Linked DNA regions of Mus musculus: region 1 is linked to region 2. Evidence: chromatin contacts called from public HiChIP or PLAC-seq data. All regions are on one chromosome and are shown on one strand. Each heading gives the region's core, a stretch centred on a gene start, on an enhancer-like site or on the middle of the called end of the contact. The rest is flanking DNA. Distances are from core to core; before and after follow the strand shown.

Region 1 (3,588 bases), core at 109-2,608, 37 kb after region 2:
CCCTCATAAGCTGATGTTACTTGATTACCTCTTGCTGCTATGGCTCTAAACACAACAGAAAACGGTTATACAGGCTAATGTTTAGAGAAGTTAAGAAACACATAAATGAAATATTTGCTCAGAACCTACAACAAAAACAAAAACAAACACAAAAACAAAAAAAGAAACATAAACCAAGGAGTTCACATGTGGCATTGTATGGGAACAGTGAGTAGAATAGTAACTCTTTCATAGCCAAGCTTTTACATCTACAGCTACAATTTTCTATTGATTAGTAACTATCTGCATGCCCCACACATATACACAGAGGGAGAGAGAGAGAGAGAGGGAGAGAGAGAGAGAGAGAAGGAGAGAGAGAGAGAGAGAGCAAGGCCATACTGTACTTCATTCAGTTGCACAGCCTCAGGTCGTAATAGTGAACTTCATTAGCAGAAGTTAAACAAGTATCTGATTTTCTCCCCATGTTCTTTACTATGTTAGAAACTAAGGGGGGATCATTTGCATTTGTTAATATTTCTTGAATATATTTTGTGGGAAAGTGATGAGTATATGGCAAAAGAGAAAAGATACATTTGGACAATCATTTTGTCTAATTTACAATCTTAAACAGCTGGGGGAAATACACTTTCTATCTCCAAACCATTGAAGAACTTTTGGCTAAGCAAATGGAGACAGTGAGGAGAATCTTCACCTGTGACCTCCCAAGATCTCCCTCTCCTTATTTAATTTCCATTTCTATTCCTCTCCCTCCACTGTTTGCCCAGACCGTCGGCTTTGTGAACAAAGCACTCAAATGTACCAATTTCTTCCAACTTGCTTGCTAAGCCACTTTGGGAAAACAGCTAAACTTTTGCAGCTTTTAGGATTAGCAAGATGGAAAGTTGGGCTTCACAATGACAGAGGAGTCACCAGCAAAGTCTTCTCTTCTACATCTGTGGGAACTTCACACAGAAACTTTAGTACCCACACCCCGTTCACAGGCTCACCTCTGGAAGTCCAGTTCCAAGATTAAACTCTAATCTGTGTCCTGAAGAACTATCAGAGCAGTCAGTTCTACCCTGACCTGACCAGGCAGATCGTGGGAAACAGAAGACCCTTTCAGTCGTCCATGTTAAACTGGTAGCTACCTTCTAGTGACTGTTCCTGGTCTGAGTACCTTGGCTGTTACTTATTCTACTTTTTCCTGGAGTTCTGATGCACTACCAGGATGCCTTCATGTCAGTGCCTCCACCACAGCTGGTTTTCTATGTCTTTTCAGTACCTCTTTCCCGGGGTCAGCTCCCGCGAGTAGTTCTTTCAGTACCACAGTCTCTGGGCAGCTCCTGTGATCTGACTGGAGCTTCTGACTTGCCGCCGTTTTGCTGGTTTTGGCTGCTGACCAGGGCGGGAGATGTTGCCCACAGGGTAGCCCCTCCCCTTCCTAGCCTAAAGACACACCTCCTTCACAAGGCTTCTCTGACCAGGTCCAGCTTTGCCACTGCGTGTTTGTTTTTGTTTAAACCAGGAAGGAACTAGAGGGTGTGGGCTGCTGAAGTTGATGGGTGAAAACTAAGGGAACTGAAAAGACTTGTGATTAGAAAGGTACAAGGCAGGGTAGAGCAGGCAAAACAGGAGGGGGGTCAGAAAACTGGAGACACACTTGGAAAGAAAGCTAAAAAGGTACATGAGATTGGTGGCCCATGCTTAAAATGAATCAAAACCTGAGAAAACTACACAGCAAGGACGTAGTATTAGTGACTCTACTACCCTACATGGGGAGATTATTGGTTTGATTGGTTGGTTGTTGTTTTTTCAGATTTTGGTTTTGTGTCTTGGACAGATTATTTTTGCTGTGTGTGTGTGTGTGTGTGTGTGTGTGTGTGTGTGTGTGTGTGTGTGTTTGTGTGTGTGTGTGTATTTCTAACATTTGAACCTAGCCTTGCATATGCTAAACAAGCACTTTACCACTAAGCTACATTCCCAGCCTTTTTCTTAGAGTTTTAAGTGTAAACTAAGGAAGTCTCAGTCTCCCTTTGCAACATAACAAATATATTTCTGTTTTAACCATATTTGCTGTATTGGCCTGTTGTGTATTGTTCGTGTGACATTTATGAACACAAAAGCAAATGTATAAACCCTTGGAGCTCTGGCTCTAAAAGATAGTTTTATTACCACTATAATTAAAGACTATCTTAGGTTTTAAATAGTTAATTTTTTGAACTCTAACATAGGTATTTTGTGATTCTTCGTCTTCATAGAAAACTAAATTTAAAAAATAATTTTTCTGGTTTTTACAAGTAACTATTAATTTTCAGCAAATCTTTAAAGCCTCACTAATCTTTTTGTTCCTTATCCAGGAACTATTGCTCAGCAAAATAAACTTCACTTAAGCAATGCATAATAGACATGGTAATTTCTGGAAACATATCAGAATTTATTCCTCAGCCAGAGGGAGGGTACAAATAGGACAGTTTGCCCCTAAATAAAGCATCTTAATAATTTCTAAATGTATGCTTATTAGATGGGTCACTCCCCCGAATTCTGTCTTCAAAGCCATATACATGGATACTAAAAAGTTGTTGTTGTTGTTGTTGTTGTTGTTGTTGTTGTTGTTGTTGTTGTTGTTTTGGAAGTGGCACCATGCCTGTGAGATTTACTGTAGGAGGAAAGGAATGGACCATTAGTAGAAAGATGAACATATTGAGACAAAGGTGAGGGTAGAGATGGAACATTGTGCCCAGATACCTCTGACAGATGTAAGGAATTGAACATAAGAGGATTAACTTTCAAAATACATTCAATTGTGTGGGTGCACACACATGGTGTGTGTGTGTGTACTTGTAGTGGCAGAGGGAGTTTTTCTTTAAGAACTGGTTTTCGGTTTTTGAGTTGTTTGCTGGGGGTTTTTTTGTTTGTTTGTTTTTTGTTTTTTGTTTTTGTTTTTTTTCAGAAAAGTGGGTGGAATGCATTCATCAGGGTTTCTGTCAAAACCCCTTGACAGTTGTGGGGTTGGCTGTTGAATTCTGAGAGAGCAGGAAGGGCAGAAAGGCTGTGCAATCAGCAAAAGGAGGGAGTGATGACTGCCGTAGGAAAAGAGAATTAAGGTCATTTGCATTCATTCTCCTCCCCCACATAGTTCCTGGGCCAGAGGGCCAGTCCACAGCCCTTCCCTCTTTCTCTATTGCTTTTTTGTAAAGATCTGAGGTAACCTGTTAGAACCATCTGCTGAGTGGAGAAAAGGAGACCAGACCAGCACTCAGTTGCTGGCCCACTGGCCTGACACTAGGAGCCATTGAAGCAGAGAAAAGGAAGGCAACAGGCAGATTTATGAGCAGCAATCTGTTACACCCCACCCCACCCCTCAGGCTCCTCTGCTAGGAGACAGCCTGATAATCCATCAACCCCACTAATGAATTAATTAGTATTCCCAGTAATCCTGACCCCCAAAGGAGACCTGCCCATAGGCCTGTAAGGAGAGTAGAAACTGTCTTCTGCAACCAGACACTGAAGAAGTGAGACCACTGTCTGACACTGGCCCTAGGGCACTGGGCTGAAAGCCACAGACGCTGTTGGTAACTGTCCCCAGATGTCCCTCCTTCTCCTCTTCCC
Region 2 (3,452 bases), core at 553-3,052:
TGAATAAAAGCTATGTGTATAAAATAGTAAGAAATTATGTTTCTGAGTCCTTGATAACTGTGTAGTTTCTCCCAATGTATCCCAATGTTTATTATTTCAAGATTTTTTAATCAGAGAAAAACATGCTTCTATATTTTTTAAGCCATAATTGTGAGAGGTTTTTTTTTTTTTGGTTTTAAAATTCTTTGCTAAGTAGTCAGACAAGTTTATCAATACTATATAAGTATACAAGTATTTTTATAGATGTTATTTCAGTAACACGTAGGCACAGGGATATGTCTAGTCCACACAAGCTATACAGATCTTAATGAGATATCTAAATTTTAGCCACAAAGATCAAAAGCTTCCAGAAATCAGAGGACTTTTATCAATTTACTTCTAATTTAATAAGAAGAAAAGTGAATTATTATTTTGAGGTGTCTCTGTATTGTACTTACTTTCATATTTAATAGTGTTAGGGTTCAAATGTGGAGTGGCTCCCACAGGCTCATGTGATTGAGCACCTTGTGGTGTTCATTAGGAAGGCTGTTGATGCTCATTAGGCTTGTGATGTTCATTAGGAAGGCTTTTGAACTGTTAGGAGGTAGGTCATGGCTACCAGAGGTGATTCCTGGGTTTATGAGTTATAGTAGAATCTTGCCTGTAGTTACTTAATCCTCCTGCCATGAGCTGCACCCCATCATCCCAACCATGACTCACTACAACAATCCATGGAAACTATGAATTAAAATAAACCTGTCATCTCTCTTTTTTTTCTCTTAAGTATTTTGTCCTGGTAATGAGAAAAGTAATAGGTGAGGACTGCCCTGCTCCATCACTTTCACTTTTATGTTATCACTTCTAAAACTGTTTTCTGTTTGTTATATTTTGATGGGAGTTTTATAAAGTGTGTTTTGTTCATATTTACCCCCCTTGCCAGCTCATCCCAGGTCTCTTCCCTCTGCTATTTCCTAACATACTCAACTTTGTGCTGTTTTTGAAGGAAATGAAACCTTCTCAAGCCTAATTCATGCTGCTGAGATATTCTTGGATGTACGGCCTTCCATACAAGTGTGGTCAACTTTCCAGGGACTATACTCTTTGAGAAAACTGTCTCTCGTTTTTCTACTACCTAATAATTGTTAATAATTCCATAGCTTGGGGTGAGGTTTTACATATATCTCCATGCTAGCTATTTATTTATTATGTTTTGTTCTGGCTTGAACTTGTACAGGTCTTGTTGCTGCTATTGCAGCCATTATGTATTCATATATGCAGCTGCCCTGCTATGTTCAAAAGACACTGTTTTCTTGTAGTCATCCACCACCTCTGGCTCTTACACTCTTTCGGTCTTCTCTTTCTTCATTGATTCCTGAGCCTTCATAATTCTCAGCTCTATTTAAGACTGAGAATTCTGAAGTCTCTTGTTCTGTACACCTTGGCCAGTTGTGTATCTCTGTGTTAATCACCATCTACTGAATATAGAGGTTTCTATGATGAAAGTTGAGAGCTGCATTGATCTATAAGCATAACCATGTCATTATGGGTCAGTTTAATGTTATGTCTATTTAGCCAGTATAATAGTTGTTTCTTGTAGAGGAATTTTAATCCAACAACATAGTTACTCTGGCAAGGGATCACATCCAAAAATCTGAGTCTGTGTAATCTGGTTGGAATGCAGACATACCCTTAGTACACACATTTAATCCCAAGCAATATTATCTAACTGAGGGGCAGATAAAGTGATAAATCAGAGAAAGATTTGACAAAATGAGTCAGAGATAGGATATGCCCAACCCTCTCAAGAGCAGACAGGAAAGAGAGGCTATTTAAGGAAAGAGGTGGAGTTGAGTTCAGTGGAGTTCCATTTAGCAGTCAGTGAAATTCAGCTTGTGGAGTTCAGAGGCAGTTTTTCCAATTAGAGCCATTCAGTCAGATGCTAAGAAAAGTCAATTTGAATCAGTCAGATGCTAAGAAAAGTCAATTTGAATCAGTCAGCTTGAAGAGGGGTTTGATCCAGGACAGCTGAGTTGAATGAAGCCATCCAGAGTTGAGAAAGAGCTAGAAAGAGTGAGTTTATTCAGCAGTAAGTCTTGTAGGCTGAAACATTCTAGGACTAGGTTAGAAGACAAAGCAAAGAAGCTGAAGCCTTCAAGATCCAGGCTTACAAAAGACTAGATTGTATGAAGGCTAGAAGCTTCCAGGCCTAGGTGTAGGGAAAGTTAGATTAAAAGACTCTGGGTTCAGCCCAAGCCATGTATTCAGAAAGCCTGGGTATGGATCTCATCTCATCCCATCCTCTGAGGAAATTAAAAAAAAAAATCTACATTTCTCTTCCTGTGACTACTCTGGTCTTGGGTTGCATGGTATTCTTTTTTCCACAAACATGTGGCCTCTTTAATTCCTAGAAACTACCTTTATTCTTTTATCCAATTATATGACTCTTCCCTATTCCTTTTTTATTCCACTAGCAATGAGTTTCCTTACCTTTACTCTATTCTTCTTCAAAATATTGTTGAATTACTAAACTCAGTTTGTATTATCAGGAAAAAGATTAAGTTCTTGTCAAAAACACACATACCTTGCTCACCATAACTTTTGTCTTAATTTGTTTTTTGAGTTGAAGAAGAAACTGTGGAAGAATGCTTAGTGCATGACTGGCTTTGGCTTGTTTAGGTACCTTTTCTGTTCAGCCTAAGCCCACCTGTTTAGGGCTAATAACACAGTGAACATGGCTCTCCTGCATCAATCATTAATCAAGAAAATATGCCACAGACAGGCTTACAGGCCAATCAGATGAAGCCAACTCCTCAATTGATGTTCCCTCTTCTTAAGTGACTCTAGTTAGTGTCAAGTTGACAAAAACTAATCAATGTAACTAGTAAAAACCAGATCTTTGCAAACTCCCTTACACTTCATATAAGAGTACATGTACAGTACTAATGCTTGTTAGCATTTGGGAATAATGAACTCTCAGAAAACCATTCATACATATTTCATTTCCTTTTATCTGAAAGTAACATTTTCACCTAATAACTTTAAGGGAAACCATCACAGGTATTAAGACAAAGAAAGAGAAAATGAGATGGAGAAAGAATTTAGTAGGGACACAAGAGTGGTTATTGGCAAATTTGGCATTTTTCATGTTTTATTAAACAGTCTTAGTATAAAAAAATTCATTCTGTGTCTATATATAACTCCAAGGGAAGGTTAAATGTGCCCCAATACTATGTCTCCTAAGTCAACTAAAGGGTCACAGAGTTGCTTTCAGGCCAAAGGATGCAAAGGAAAGGACAGAGATGCCTGCTGGACATCCCCTCAGAGGCAGATGCCATTTCCTCTGGAAGTATAGCACATTTGCTGGCAAATAAAAACTCCCTCTAGGGCAAGCTAGGGAAGACAATAAAGACACGTCATCACCCACCATCTGTCATGAAAACAAACACCAGCTGACAGGGAAGGCAACTCAAATC

Evidence for each region. HiChIP or PLAC-seq counts read pairs in DNA pulled down with a chosen protein or histone mark.
Region 1: an H3K27ac HiChIP or PLAC-seq map of extraembryonic endoderm stem cells shows a contact between it and region 2, with 2.6 times the contacts expected there. The contact joins the promoter of Neurod4 here to the enhancer-like site in region 2. A contact is called at or near these places in 17 of 39 promoter capture datasets (the 3T3-L1 cell line, 3T3-L1-derived adipocytes, the C10 cell line and 12 more), 2 of 15 datasets of contacts at CTCF or cohesin (CD8 T cells and large pre-B cells), 99 of 484 Hi-C or Micro-C datasets (the 63-12 cell line, the AML12 cell line, B cells and 62 more), 16 of 115 datasets of contacts at active chromatin or transcription factors (a beta-TC-6 cell line, bone marrow-derived dendritic cells, cardiomyocytes and 8 more) and 3 of 9 other capture datasets (adipose tissue, embryonic stem cells and liver).

The regions. Positions count from the first base shown.
Region 1 is chr10:130,278,896-130,282,483 of GRCm38.p6, forward strand. Neurod4 (neurogenic differentiation 4) reads right to left here and starts at 1,359. Exons shown (of 2, transcript NM_007501.5): 1 at 1,262-1,359.
Region 2 is chr10:130,241,054-130,244,505 of GRCm38.p6, forward strand. No RefSeq gene overlaps it. Among named protein-coding and RNA genes, the nearest start is that of Olfr827, 32 kb to the left of the region's middle. Within about 2 kb of position 1,803, at least 1 of the 459 cell types and tissues checked has an H3K27ac peak or open chromatin away from gene starts, as enhancers often do. A contact at or near this core is called in extraembryonic endoderm stem cells, where this site is marked.